2 separate regions of the Sus scrofa genome follow, and region 2 is linked to region 1. The links are chromatin contacts, called in public Hi-C maps. All regions are on one chromosome and are shown on one strand. The core of a region is the stretch at or near the end of the contact, and the rest is flanking DNA. Distances in the headings are between cores, read along the strand shown.

Region 1 (6,981 bases), core at 2,368-4,867:
TCTGGAAGGCCCAGCTCCCCGGGGCCAGAGGCTGCTCTGCCTCTCACCAGCCGGGCCCTGCCTGCCCACTCCCTGAGGGCAGGGGCTGGCCCTAACACCACTGCCTGGCCTTCAGGGCCTGGCACATGCAGGAGAGAGCAGAACGCGGAGAAAGGCCAAGGGCCCCTGGGCGGCCAGGGAGGCCCCTTCTGCGTGAGGCTCCATCGTGCCCGCTCATTCTCTCCCATCCGCGCCTCGGGTCCAGGACTCTCGGAAATGTCTGGAAGCAGCCCTGCCTCTGGACATCCTCAGGGTGGACCCGCCCTCTCTAAAGGCTGCACAGGCTCCAGAGCCCTGCCACCAGAGGGCACCGTTAAGAATCAGGGCAGGAGTGGTGGCCTGACCTTTCAAGTGCCCAGAGTAGAAAGGCCAGCTCAAATGTCACTTCCTCTCTTGGACACTGATTCCACCCCCACCTCGAAACCAAAATCATTGCCTCTTCTGCACTCCCAGAAATTTCTACACAGGCCCCTGGGCACCAGCATTTGCTACCCCGAATTAATGCTAATCCCTCAGTACCACCAGGGCAGGGCCAGCCCAGGGCCCAGGTCTCAGCACGCCTGGTATGAACTTAATGAACTTACCACATTGAATTTTTTTTTTTTTTTTTTTTTTTTTTTTGCCTTTCAGGGCTGCACCCGCGGCATATGGATGTTCCCAGGCTAGGGGTCAAATTGGAGCAACAGCTGCCAGTCTACGCCACAGCCACAGCAACTCAGATCCGAGCTGCCCCATCTGTGACCTACACCACAGCTCACGGTAATGCCGGATCCTTAACCCACTGAGCAAGGCCAGGGATCGAACCCATAGCCTCACGGATACTAGTTGGGTTCGTTACTGCTGAACCGCAACAGGAACTCCCCATGTTGAGTATCTTAAAAGAGTGGCTTCCCTGTTCTTGGTCCTCCCTCCTCACTGTACTAGCTCCCTTCTACCCAGCCTCACCCTCCTGCCAGCCTCCCTACGGCCAGCCTCCAATGCCACCTCCTCCATGGAGCCTTCCTGGATTTCCTCAACTAGGGTGCTTGATCCTGGGAGATGCCACAGCCCTGCATCCTCCTGGATCTCACGCCTTGTTCGTTCCCGAAGCAACCTGACAATGAGCCACAGACCTCCTTTGCGGCTCCCGCTGGGTCCCTGCAAGCCCAGAACCCCACGGGGCAGGCCTTGCCCAGCTTGGGTGGTGATATTTAAGAAGGGGCCGACTTGATTTGTGTCCAGGGAGGACAGAACTAGGTCAAATGCACATGTGTGTTTCATGTGAAAAGCAACAGTCTAACAACCCTCGGTGGCGGGGTGGGTCTGACCCTGGGAGACCACCAAATGGAGAGAAGGCAGAGGTTGGGCCATCTGATCTCTGAGGGCCCTTCCAAGGCCAATGTTCCGTGACTTCCCAGCCCCGCAGGCCATTAAGCAAGTGGCCAAATGCCCACTGGGCAGCGGTCCAGGGCTGGTCAGAGGGCGCTTCCTGTCCCCCTGCAGGGGGAGCAGGAGAAGGGCAGGGGGAGGCCCGCGGGCTTCCGCTGGGGGCCTGGCGTCAGGGGCTGGGTGGGCCAGGGCCCTGGAGGCAAGACCTGGGCCCAGATCAACTCAAATCCGGCCAGGCCCCAGCCTCTCACCCAGCTATAATCCGGCCCAGGGCATCCGGCAACCCCAGCCCGAGCAGTGGAGGGCCTGGCCTCAGTGGGAACAAGTCGGAAAAATGCATTTTCCCCAAAAGACTTGTAAAAAAAATTCTCACTGATTTTTTTTCCCTTTTACCCCAAGCTTTCACAGCTCTAAATATGCCACACTTAGGAATTTTACGAGCAAACTAAGCTATACATCACACAGTTTTATGTTCCTAAATTAACAAAAGGACTTTAAATCTATATGGAGCTCTTAAAAAAAAAAAAAAAAAAAAAAAAAACCTGCATCTCTTTTTATCCCCTCCCCCCAAATTCTCTTTTCCTTTCTAATAACCCCCCTAAACTCACCCAAGTGACTTCGAAATTTCTGCTGATTGCGTAGTTAGACCACCAAGGAAAGGCAGTGCCACATACGAATAAGGAACTGCTTTGCTGAGGACCCCCTGAGATGGGGGGTCCGCTGTCCCTTGGGAGAGGCTTCTTTAGGGGCTATTAAAGCCTGATTTTTTTGTTTTTTTTTTTCCTGCCAGGTAGAAGTGTGACAGGACACACAGAAGGAGATGAAAAGGCCACCTCTCCCAACCCAATCTCACTGAAAATCTAAGAATTCCCAATCAACAGGTCCCTTGATAAAGTCTTCTGATGTCTCTTTAGTGGCAAAACGCAGGGTAGACCAGATGACTGGAGGGGCCCCCCTTGCACTTGATCTTGGAGAGGAGGAAGCATGGGTGGGGCTGTGCCATTCACAAGCGACATGGAGCCCGGCTCTTGGAACAGAAGCCCAGGTCCAGACACTTCATCCCATGGCTGGCTCTGTCGCTGGGAGCCGGGTGGCCCTGGCAAGCTGCCCTCCAGCCCTCCACTTCCTCCTGCACAGAAGGAAGAAAATCTTCCTTGCCCCCGCCCCATCCGAGGGCAGGAGTCCAGGTCTCGGAAGGACCGTTTGCTCCGAGGGCATAAAAGAAACTTCTCGTGACTGCAAGAGTGAAGGAGATAAGAAGCGGGCGAGTTTCCAAGGGGGCTACGGCACACTCCCACCCAGGGAGTAAGCACAACGCATTTAAGGCAAGAAAAAATCTTAATGAGAACGGGGTGGGAACGGGACCAGGCCCCTCGGAGAAGGGCTGGGCCGCAGCTGGGACAAAAGGGCCCCTGGCTTTCCCAGCCGACAGATGGAAATGTGGCCGCCCCTCCCCATTTCTCAGGGGTATCGGAAGATTAATTAGTGACTGCCTGGAAAGTGCTAGATGGGAGCCGAAATGCTTGTCCCCGCTGAGTTTCTGAGCTGTAAATAAGCAGCTTTCTCAATCACAACTGAAACAGCAACGTTGTCCTTTTATCTGGCTCGAGATCCCACAAGGCCCCGACGGCCCCCCAGAGCAGGCCTCGGGTCGTTCCAGAGCCGCCCCAAAGCCACGGGTTTGCTCTTGACCCAGCAGCTTGCCGTGATAAGCCAGAGCTGGGCATGGCTTGGTCACAGCTGGCAACTGGGGACAACCTGCCCCTCCAGCTTCAGCTCCTGAGGGCGGTGGGGGGGGGGACCCAGGGATCTGGCAGCAGGCCTGCCCTCACCGCCAGGTGGGCCTGCTTTCTGAACTCAGTCTGGGGGGTAAAACAGGCAGCTCCCTGCAGGCCCCCCTGGGCCGAGGCTCCCGTCTCCTAGGCACCGCCAGCTCCCAGCAGGGCAAGCCTGTCTCCTGCAAGCCCGTCAAAGGATGTGTGGCGTGGCGCCTGGGCCAGCCGACCTGTGGGGGGACAGCCAGGGGCAGGGGGGATGTTCTGGGGACACCCGGATCCTCTGAGAGCAGCAGGCTGTGTGGCTCTGGCCAAGCCTCAGACCTCTCTGGGCCTCAGTTTCCTCCCTGGGGAATCCGGAGTGGCCTTCCCAGCAGTGGACAGAAAACCCCCAGGGGAAGAAGCCAGGGTCACCCAGAGTTCAGCACGCGGCCAGGGTGGGGTCAGCTGACAGCCGAGGAGTCCTCCCTTCTCGAACTCCAGGAACGAGATAAGGGGGCCGGCCGGCAGGGCGCCGCCGCCAGCACCAACGGCCAATTCCCTCCCTTGCTCGTTCAACAAATATTTATTAAGCGGAGACTCTGGAGCCAGACTGCCTGAGGTCAAAGCCCGGCTGCACCGCTTACAGCCCGTGCGACCTCACCCTCTGTGCCTCAGTGTCTCCGGCTGGCAAGTGGGATCACGCTAACACTACGTCTGCTACCGAACGGGCACCAGAGGAGGGGCTGCTGCCACCTCTTCCTCCTTATTATTTGTTATTACTATTATTATTTGTCTTTTGTCTTTTTAGGGCCGCACCTGCAGCATATGGAGGTTCCCAGGCGAGGGGTCCAATCGGAGCTCCAGCTGCCGGCCTACACCACAGCCACAGCCACACGGGATCTAAGCCACATCTGCAACCCACACCACAGCTCACGGCAACGCCGGATCCTTAACCCGCTGAGCGAGGCCGGGGATCGAACCCGCGGCCTCATGGTCGCTAACTGGGTTCCTCAACCACTGAGCCGCGACGGGAACTCCTATTTCTACTATTGTTATTACCAGTCCGGCGCTGAGTTGGCCAGGAGAGAAACCCACCGTCTCCACCTGCCCACGCCGGGGGGTGTTCGGAAAGGGACAGACGGCTGGGCGCGTGTGCACACAGAAGAGCATTCTGAGAAGCACTGGAGCCCCCCTCCCCCCGCAGGTCCCCAGTTCCCTTTGCACAGGCCCGGTCCACCCTCTCCTGGCACAGGCAAGCATTCTTCTGGATCCCAGTCCCCCCACTAGTGACACCGCGTCGTGGGGGTGAGGGGCCTGGTCCAAAGACCCGAGTTCAAGTCCCAGCTCGATCGCTACGAAGCCCTGAGATTTTCTGCAAATGATTCCACCCTAAGAATAATGATTATTATATAGCTGCCACCTGCTAAGTGTCCCCTTTGTCCCAGGTGCAGTCCTCAGTGCCTTGCAAAGATTCACTCATTGAATTTAATCCCTTGCACCAGAGGCCGGCAAACTTCCCTTGTAATGGGCTAGATCACGCCTTTTAGGCTTGGCTGGCCTTGTCACAACCACTCCAGTTTGCTGGTGGAGCACGAAAGCTGCCCCAGATAATGCACAAAGGAATGGACATGGCCTTGTGCCAATAAAACTTTGTTTACAAAAATCAAACGGTGGGCCTCAGATGGCCTTACACGGATAGTGAAATGACCCAGTGATGGGTCCCATTTCACAAATGGGAACATCGAGGCCCAGAGAGCTTGTTACCTGCCCAGAAGAGGCAGAACAGGACTTCAAACCTGAGTGCCTGGCCTCAGTCCTGTCAAACAGGAGAAGCGGTGCCTGATGCCAGCCTGGCTGGGAATGAACTGCCCCACCCCCAACCCCCAGAACAGCTGGCTGGGCAGGTTCTGGGCCCTGCTCCCTGCAGTTACAGACACCGTGACAGGATCTGGCTGTGGGGACAGAATGGGGTTCCAGAGGCTCGAGAGCACCTGGGTGTCAGGCCTCTAAGGCCACAGAGCCACCGCATGCCAGGCTGCCACGTCCAGGCCTATTCTTCCCGGGCCAGCGTGGTGGGCAGCCGCAGGCTTCACGTCGCAGCGCCACCCCTCCTGAGCTGGGCAAGCTGCCAGCTCCTCTGAGCCTGACTCTGGTCATCTGTGAAATGGGTGGATGTGACACAGGCACCTAGTTCTGGAGTGGGAGTGGCAGTTACACGATGGATTCACAGCAAGCACTTGCAAGGGGGCCTCAGAAGCTCCCCGAGAACCAGGTCAGTCTTTGCCTCTGGCCTCTCTGACTCCAAGGGGAGCTGACCGAAGCCCCAGGGGAGCAAAGCCACTTGACCTTGGTCTTCCCAGTTAAGCCTCTACACGAAGATCATAAAGTACAAACCCTAGCGGGGCAACTGGAGAAAGGAAAAAAGAAGACTCTGGAGGCACAGACAGCCCTGTCCACAGGCCAAGAGGACCGGCCCCGTGCCCTGACCTCCCCAGGCCTCTCCACCTGCAGGCCTTCCGCTCTGCCACTCAGGCTTCACACCAGCCAGGACCAATTTGCTTTCATGGCTCTGGATTTCCCAGCCTGACACTTCCTCCTCCTCCCTCTGCAGCTCCCAGTGTAAATAAAAAAACCGGTCACCTGAGGAATACATATGCGCCAGCAGCCACCCGGTGGCAGGGGAAGTGGGGTGCCGATGACAAACACCTGTGCTTTGCAGAGGCCCCGTACTTCAGAAGATTCCTTCCTGCCACACACATGGGCTGAAAGTCTCTACAAGACAAGGCGCAGCTCTGGGGGCCGCGCCGCAGGTTCACAGAGGGGAGACCCCTGCCAGCTTTCCGGCAGCTCCCTGGCCAGGGGGAAGGCCGCGGAAGCCACCAGCCAGAGCAGGAATGCCAGGCCACAGTCTGGGTCCAAAGGGCCTGGGTGCATCTCCCCAGGCACCCGTGCTGGGCCACCGGGTTCTTCCTCCTGGGCCGTGTCAGAACACAGCCCCTTTGTAAACAGGGGATTCGGGTTCTCATCTGGGCCAGGCGGGCCAAGGGCGATGCAGAGGGGAGAGGAAGGCTGGACGTGCATTTCAGGCAGGGAAGGGAAGGAGCTCAGGAGCCAGGGGCAGACCCCGAGGAATATTCTTCCTGGAAGAGTGCTGGAGACACCAAGCCTGAGACATCGACCTGGTCGGTTCCTGAGAAGGGCTGGGGACCCAAAACAGCCCCCAAGAAACTGAAAAAAGAGCAAATGCATGGATTTCACAGGAAACAGAGACGCCCCTCCCACTCTTACCCCCACAAACCCTCCCCCTACTCTGTCAACCGTCTGCCCCGGTTCAGGGGCATCAAGAGCCACATCTAGCACAGCTGGGTCCTGCCCAGGCCCGTTCCCTCCCCCGACGCTCCTCCCAGGGGATCCAGCGCGGCTCTGGGAGCCTCAGCCAAAGCGACTGGGGCTTCAGAGCAGAGGGAAAAAAACCAAAACCCAACACCCGGCCACGTGCACTTTTCTCCAGCAAAACAGTTCAGGAGTTAACCTCTGCCAGCAGCAGCCTCCTCTGCAGAATTTTTAAAGCCCCGACCTGAGAAGCCCAGGAACGTCCTTTCTCCTCCCTGCAGCATCCCAACGTGTCCCCCATCCCCAGATCCACGGCTGCCCCAGCTTCCCTAGGAACTGTGTGTCTGCACCCAGAGAAGATAAAACTCTCCAAGGAAGGAAGGGGAAATAAAAACAGCTCATTCCTAGAACAAGTGGTCACACGCAGGGCAGCCTTCCTGACCTGTAGGTCACGTGGCCCACCCGGGGCCGGCCTGGTGAGTTA
Region 2 (6,981 bases), core at 2,969-5,468, 180 kb after region 1:
GTGGAAGCATCGCCACCTGCCCTTCCTCGCGGCCCGCCCTGGATCGGCCCCACTATCACTCGGCCCGACTCTGGCGGCAAATGTCTTTGAATCCATTTCGGGGCGGTTCTGCTCCTCTGGTTGGACCCTAATGGGTACAGGGGTTTACAGAAGGACCAACGGGGGACAGGGACCAAGACTGGTCCCTTGGAGTTCCCGTCGTGGTGCAGTGGTTAATGAATCTGACTAGGAACCATGAGGTTGCAGGTTCGATCCCAGGCCTCGCTCAGTGGGTTGGGGATCCGGTGTTGCTGTGAGCTGTGGTGTAGGTTGTAGAGGCAGCTTGGATCCCACATTGCTGTGGCTCTGGCCTAGCCTGGGAACCTCCATATGCCATGGGAGCAGCCCAAGAAATGGCAAAAAGACCAAAAAAAAAAAAAAGTCCCTGCAGTCACTAGTCTGCTGGTGGCTTCTGAAAGCAAATACAATCCCTAAACGCCTCCTTCAGGGACTGGAGATGGGGGCTTGGTGGGCGGCAGCCGCCTCTAGGGGCTTGCTAGAAATGCAGACTCCCAGGCCCTGCCCAGCCCTGCTGCATCAGAACCTGCCCTTGAACAAGGCCTGGGGGAATCAGACACTCAGCACCGGGAAGCCTGGTGTAGAGCCCCTTGCAAAAGCATTCGCTCGAAGGGAAAGAGAGGATGGGGCGGGGGGAGGCTGGGAGCACCCAGCACCCAGCTTGGGGCCTGGCTCCTGGGACGGGGGACCAGCCCAGCAGGCTGAACTGATGAACAGAAGACAAGGAAACCCTCTGTGAAAGAAGAGACTGAGCGGGGAGAGAGGGGCTTTTAGGAGGAAATTGTGTCATCATCACAACTCCCAAGACCGGTTTCTCAATTGCCACCAGCCTGGGGCGGGGGAGGGGCAGAACCGGAGGGGGAGGGGAGGGAGGGGGGGGAGGGGACAGGGGAGGCACCTATGGGTCTCAGTCTTACTAACTGAGAGCTCCGGCTTTGGAACCTAACGGAGCTGACAGTGAATCCCGCTGTGTGACTCTGGGTAAGTCACTTCACCTCTCTGAGCCTCTACTCCCCCATCTGGCAATAGGGCCAATGGCGGTCCTTACTTTGTAGAGTTGAGGGAGGTGTCTGCAAGTCAGGAAGGATAAGGTACACTTGTGCCTGTTGGATCATTATTTGGAAGCAGGGAAGGAATTATACACGTGGGGCTATAAACAGGGTATCAGGCAGGCAGACCCCGGGCCGGATGGAGCAACAGCCCCACCTCGTGGCCGATGGCGACAGTGCCCTAGGCGACTGCGCGGCAGCGTTGCGTTTTTCCACCTCTAGGTAATCGTCCCCTTTGGTACCTGCCCCACTGGCTGGATGCAAAAGAGGGTCTGGGTCCCCCCACCCTGGGCCCGAGGCTGCCCCTGGAGCCGCTGGGAGAGGGGCCCCCGTGTCCTGGCCAGACCCAGAGCAGCCGGGAGACCTCAGATGCAGCGAACCTGCTCCCACACCCTGAGCTTCCACATGGAGCAGGAAGTACAGGGGGTGGGGCATGGAATCGCCATAAAGCTGACTCAGGCGTACACAGTCCTTTCATCTGGAGGTCACAAGGCCTGACACACACGCGTGTTAAGTCCACCGGAGGAGAAGGCCCCGTGTCCACACTTCCCATACCAGGGCCCAGTCTGGGCCTTGTGTGGAGAGAGATGCAATGATCAGAAGCATTTCACATTCCCTCTTTTCTACGAGAGAAGCCTCGGATCAGAAAGGTTGGGTGTTTTGCCCAAGGTCACACAGCACGGTGTGAACCGGTCTCTCTAACTCCCATCTGGCTGGATTAACTCCTGCCTGGTAGCCAGGCTGGGAAAGGTGAGCCGTGAACAGGTCCCATGCGTCAGGCTGTCCACGCCTGGGAGGGGAGTGACTCCTTCCAACTCCCGGCAACCCCTTAGACCCCCTCAGTGGCCTAGGTCCAAGCACCAGGCCCCAAGGGCTCACATTTGGCCACCAATATTCGTCAAAGAGTCTGAGAGAGAGCACAGAATTTGGGACCAGGCAGATGCAACTTTTTTTTTTTTTTGTATTTTCTAGGGCCGCACCTGCGGCATATGGAGGTTCCCAGGCTAGGGGTCTAATTGGAGCTACAGCTGCCGGCCTATGCCAGAGCCACAGCAATGCCAGATCCGAGCCGCATCTGCGACCTACACCACAGTTCATGGCAACGCCAGATCCTTAACCTACTGAGCGAGGCCAGTGATCGAACCCGCAACCTCATGGTTCCTAGTTGGATTCATTTCCGCTGCACCGCGATGGGAACTCCTCAGCAACATTTTAAATAATGAAATATTTCAAACATACAGAAAATAATGTAGCAAGCACACACACAGGTACCCGCCTCTTGCCCACCTGTACCCCTCCCCAACCCAGAAGAGACGGACACCGCTGTGCAGCCAGGGTCCCTCTGAGTGTGTTGAGAGCCGGGGCTTGCCCATCAGCAGGGCCCCCAGGCCTCCCTCGCCGATACCAGGGGAGTGACCCACGCGGGGTACCTGTCCCTCGGCAGAGGCATCAGTTTCTTGCGGCTGCTGTGACGGGGACCACAGCTGCGTCTTTCAAACATCTCCACTCCACCGTCTTCCAGCCTGGAGGGCAGAAGTCTGGCACGGGCCTCAAGGGGCTAAACTCAAGGTGGCACGAGGCTGGTTCCTTCCGGGGGGTTCCAGGGGAGCATCCCTGCTTTTCCCGCTTCTGAAGGTGCCTGCAGCCCTCGGCTCGTGGGCCCTTCCCTGCATCGCTGCAATTCTTATTCGGCCACCACACGTCCTACTTCCATTTCTCTAGAATCCCCTCCACGTCCGTCCTATAAGGACCCCGGGATGGTCTCACCTGGATAAGCCACATCAGGTCTCTCTCTCTCCCTTACACACACACACACACACACATACACACACACACACACACACACACACACACACGGTTCTGTGGACTGGAACGCGCCCATCTTGGGGGCCATTATTCAGCCTGGCCCAGCAGGTGTTTACCAAACGTGGCCTTGCCCCTGTCCCCCCACCCCTCCCTCTCGCAGGAAGCACACACGAGGACCCCAAGGAGCTGGCGGAGCACCAGCAGGTGGGAGCAGAAGCAAAGGAATGAGAGCTCCCGCTGTGGCGCACAGGATCACGGCATCACTGCAGCGCCAGGATGCAGGTTCCATTCCCGGCCCAGCACAGTGGGGTCAGGATCCAGTGTGGCCGCAGCCGCGGCTTGGATCTGATCCCTGGCCCAGGAACTCCATATGCTGTGGGGCGGCCAAAAGAAAAAAAAAACAAAGGAGCAAAGGAATATGACAGCGGAGGAGCCAGGGGTCCAGGCTTGGGCTCTCAGGGACAGCCCCTTGGAGGAGGGGGCCTTGCAGCACGGGCCTCTGGCGCCCCCTGGCCACACCCACGACGGGGTGGGGGGGAGTGTGTGCCCCCTGCCAGGGAGGGAAGCTGTGCCCTTGTTCTGCCCACACGCTGCAAAGCCCCCCTCCCCCAGCCCTTGTTCCTGGGGAGCCCCAGTTACAGTTTTAATGAATTCCTTGCCCTCTGATTAGCAGGTGCGGCTTTGAAAGGGAGCGCCTGGCGTTTCCCTTGCAAGGAGCCTTTAATAACCAAACCCAAGGACTCGTGGGCTGGCTGCCGCCTAATCCCCATCTGAACGGCAGGCTTAATGAGCCCTGGCACCAGCAAACCCCGTCCTGCCCTCTCCCAGCCGCCTGGAGCGCCCCTGGGGCTCGTTACCAAGCAGTTTCCGCCCTGCCGGGAGAGGCCCCAGCCGTCCAGGGGACTGAGGTCTGGGGGCCAGCATGTGCCCAGACTGGGTAGCATCCTACAGGCCACTCTGTGTCCCCGGGCCAGCAGGGCCCCCTCTCCAACACTGCCTAGCACCAACCAGAAGCCCAGGCCGTTCTGCTCTGTCCAGTGGCTGACGGATGCCCTGACACCATCTGTATGATCCTGAGTTGTCCCTGGTCCCTGGGGATGCCCGGGGGGCTGAGACCTGTATACACAGGGACATGGATCCGGCGCAGCCACCTCTGGGCTTAATCTCACTCAGCAGCCCTGGGAGGCAGGCAGTGTTAACGCCCCCTTTACAGATGACAAAATCAAGGTGCAGAACAGCCGAAGCCTTTGCTGGCAGCTAAAGGGTGGCAGAAGGCTCCAACAGGGTTGGTCGCATTCCTAGGCTCAGCTCTTGCCGCGGGGCCCAGGGAGCTGTGGGGAGGGACGGGGCAGAGTTCGAAGGTTCAAACAGCCTGTCGCCTGAATCTCTGGCCACACTAGGGGTGGGACCCACCACCGAAGCCTGTCTCATCGGAAGCTTCCAGGCCAGGGGGCCCTCCGCCACCCTCCTGCAGATCCAGGGGTCACCTACTGCGAGGCTGGGGTGGGGGTGGGGCAGCACGGAGGTCTGGAGGGTCCCCTCTGTCCCCAACCACCCCATCATCGGCGGGAGGCTGGGGGTGGAGCTGCGGGCTGGGTGGCAGCCTCGTAAATCAAGGGAGAGGCGGGGCACACAAAGACCCCCGGAGGTGAGGGGTGGCTCGGTGGCGGGGTCGGGGGGGGGGGCACCCAGGCCCCTCGCCTCTCTCCAATTCCCTCCCCAGGGTGTGCCCTGCAGGGCCCAGAGAGGGGCCTGCTCCCCGAGAAGGAATATTCTAGAACACGGGGGGTTTATTTCTCTGAAACTAAATGGATCCGCCTCGGGGTTCTGGAAGGAGGCGGAGGCACCTCCCACCCCATTTTGTGCGGCAGTTCCCTCCTCCCCTTGCTTCTGAATAGCCCGCCCGTCCGCCCAGAGCTTGAAAGGCGTTTGGAGTGTTTAGGCGGGAGAGGAGAGGCCTCTGCTGGCTTCCTTTGTTGGGAAAGGGCCCCCGCTGGGCCTTTATCTGGCTCTGCCGGCTCTTCCTGCAGCTGCTGAGACACCTCCGGCAGGAGGCTCAGGAAGCCCGCCCGCCAGGCCTCCCGTCCCTGCTGGGGTGGGGTGGGTGGGTGGGGGGTCCAGCCAGGCCAGCACCTCCGGCCCCTCCACTCCCGGGGCGGGCAAGGGGCTCAGTTTGGAAGCGGATGGGTCTGCCGGGTCTGGCCACCCCGGGTCCCCTGGCCTGGCAGGACCTGAGCTCCCTGGCATCCGTCAGGCTGGGGCAGGGTACCAAGCAGTCATTGAGCACCGGCTGCATGCAGCACCGGCCAGGTCACTGTGGGAGAGCGACGGGCAGGTCCGAGGGGCCGGCTGGGCCCTGGCCTGGGGGTCTGCTGGATTCAGGTGGCCCGGTCGTCTGAGCTGGGCACTGGGGGAGGGGCGGGGGTCCTGCCGCAAAGACGGCGGGGCCCCCTCCTCCCAGGAGCTGGCGGGCGAGCAGGAGAGAGGCCATCCCTCCGCACACCCTGATAAGCGCCAGGGAACCGGGACGGCCTGCCCGCCTCTCCGCCCCTCAGCTTCCCCCCGCTCCCCGGCCCCGTGCAGTGGGCTGTGGGGTGCAGGCCCGGTGACCTGTGAGCACCCTTCCAGCCCTGACCCTCCGGGCTGCGAGGACAGATGATATTTCCCAAAATGGGCCGCACTGCTCCCTCCCAGGCCACACGCGCGTCCAGATCGTTCCAGCTTGGCCCCCTCCTTGACGCTGGAAGGGGCAGGGGCATTGTGAGACCGGCCCTGATGGAGTCAGGGAAGTGGATGCCAGGGGGCCAAGGAGGCCTGGTCATGAGGGTGGTACAGCTTCTGCCCGGCTCTGCCTCAGGACCCTTGGTCTTAGGACCCAGCCACCCTGCTGTGCTGGGGTTGGGGAGGGCACACCGCCACACTCCCAGCCCTGCCACTGCCCGGGCCACCAGCCCTGTGGGCATGAGGGTGCCGTCTGGGAGGTGCATCCTCCAGCCCTAGTCCAGATGCGAAAGCTTGGGGAGCAGAGACGGGTCCCCCCTGCCCAGCCTCACCCGAATTGTCCATCTGTCAGCCAAAGCGGTGGTTTCCTGCTCCCGACTTCGGGGTGTCTGGTCACACAGCTGTCACCCAGATGACCGGGAGAAACCGTCCCCTGACGGGGAGCCCAGAGCACTTAGCACGTGCCCACAAATACTAGTTAATATGAGTAAATACTAGTTAGACTGACGCTAAAACATGAGTTAAACTCAGACAGGAAGTGCTTCCTAAGGGCCAGGCACTGTTCGAAGCATTTTCATTTTCCAGATTAAGAAACTGAAGCACAGAGAGGGAAAGGAACCCTCCTAAGGTCACACAGCCAGAAAGTGGGGGGAGCTGGGATCTGAACCAGGCCAGTGGCTCCAGAGTCTTCCCCTCTAACCTTTAGGTTTTACGGCCCCTCCCCAAGGGTTGGGAGGATCCCAGGTCTGGGAAAAGCCAGAATTTCCTGATGCCAGAAAAACCTGTTCTTTCCACTGAAGTGATGTTACGTGCCAACTGTCAGGCCATTTTTCTGTCCTTGTCCACTTTCTCATGTGAACATATGCTAAAAAGGCAAGTATTAAATATCCTTTCCCACATCACAGGACCCAGGTTTTGCTCAAAAAAACATGATTGTGAGATGAACAACTCAGAGGGACAGTCATAAGCCTCCAGAGGTCAGAGAGGTCTGGGACATAAAGAACGAAAAGGGTGCAGTCCAGGCCCAAAGCTTGCTCTTGCCACGGAGCCTTCTTTAAAAAACAGAGATACAGGAGTTCCCGTCGTGGCGCAGTGGTTAACGAATCCGACGAGGAACCATGAGATTTCGGGTTCCATCCCTGGCCTTGCTCAGTGGGTTAAGGATCCGGCGTTGCCGTGAGCTGTGGTGTAGTGTGCGGATGCGGCTCGGATTCCACGTTGCCATGGCTGTGGTGTAGGCCCGTGGCTACAGCTCCAATTCGACCCCTAGCCTGGGAACCACCATATGCCATGGGAGCAGACCTAGAAAAGGCAAAAAGACACACATACACACACAGAACAAAAACAA

The links. Hi-C and Micro-C count contacts between places; a contact is called where the count stands out from the background.
Region 2: a contact with region 1 is called in a Hi-C map of liver, with 17 times the contacts expected there. The contact joins two enhancer-like sites. A contact is called at or near these places in 2 of 5 promoter capture datasets (fetal liver and liver) and 4 of 47 Hi-C or Micro-C datasets (embryonic fibroblasts and liver).

What each region holds. Positions count from the first base shown.
Region 1 is chr6:3,340,619-3,347,599 of Sscrofa11.1, forward strand. The region is part of intron 2 of GSE1 (genetic suppressor element 1); the gene reads right to left. Among named protein-coding and RNA genes, the nearest start is that of GINS2, 130 kb to the left of the region's middle. Within about 2 kb of position 3,618, at least 28 of the 83 cell types and tissues checked have an H3K27ac peak or open chromatin away from gene starts, as enhancers often do. A contact at or near this core is called in fetal liver and liver, where this site is marked.
Region 2 is chr6:3,521,468-3,528,448 of Sscrofa11.1, forward strand. All of the region lies in intron 1 of GSE1 (genetic suppressor element 1), which reads right to left. Among named protein-coding and RNA genes, the nearest start is that of GSE1, 130 kb to the right of the region's middle. Within about 2 kb of position 4,219, at least 33 of the 83 cell types and tissues checked have an H3K27ac peak or open chromatin away from gene starts, as enhancers often do. A contact at or near this core is called in fetal liver and liver, where this site is marked.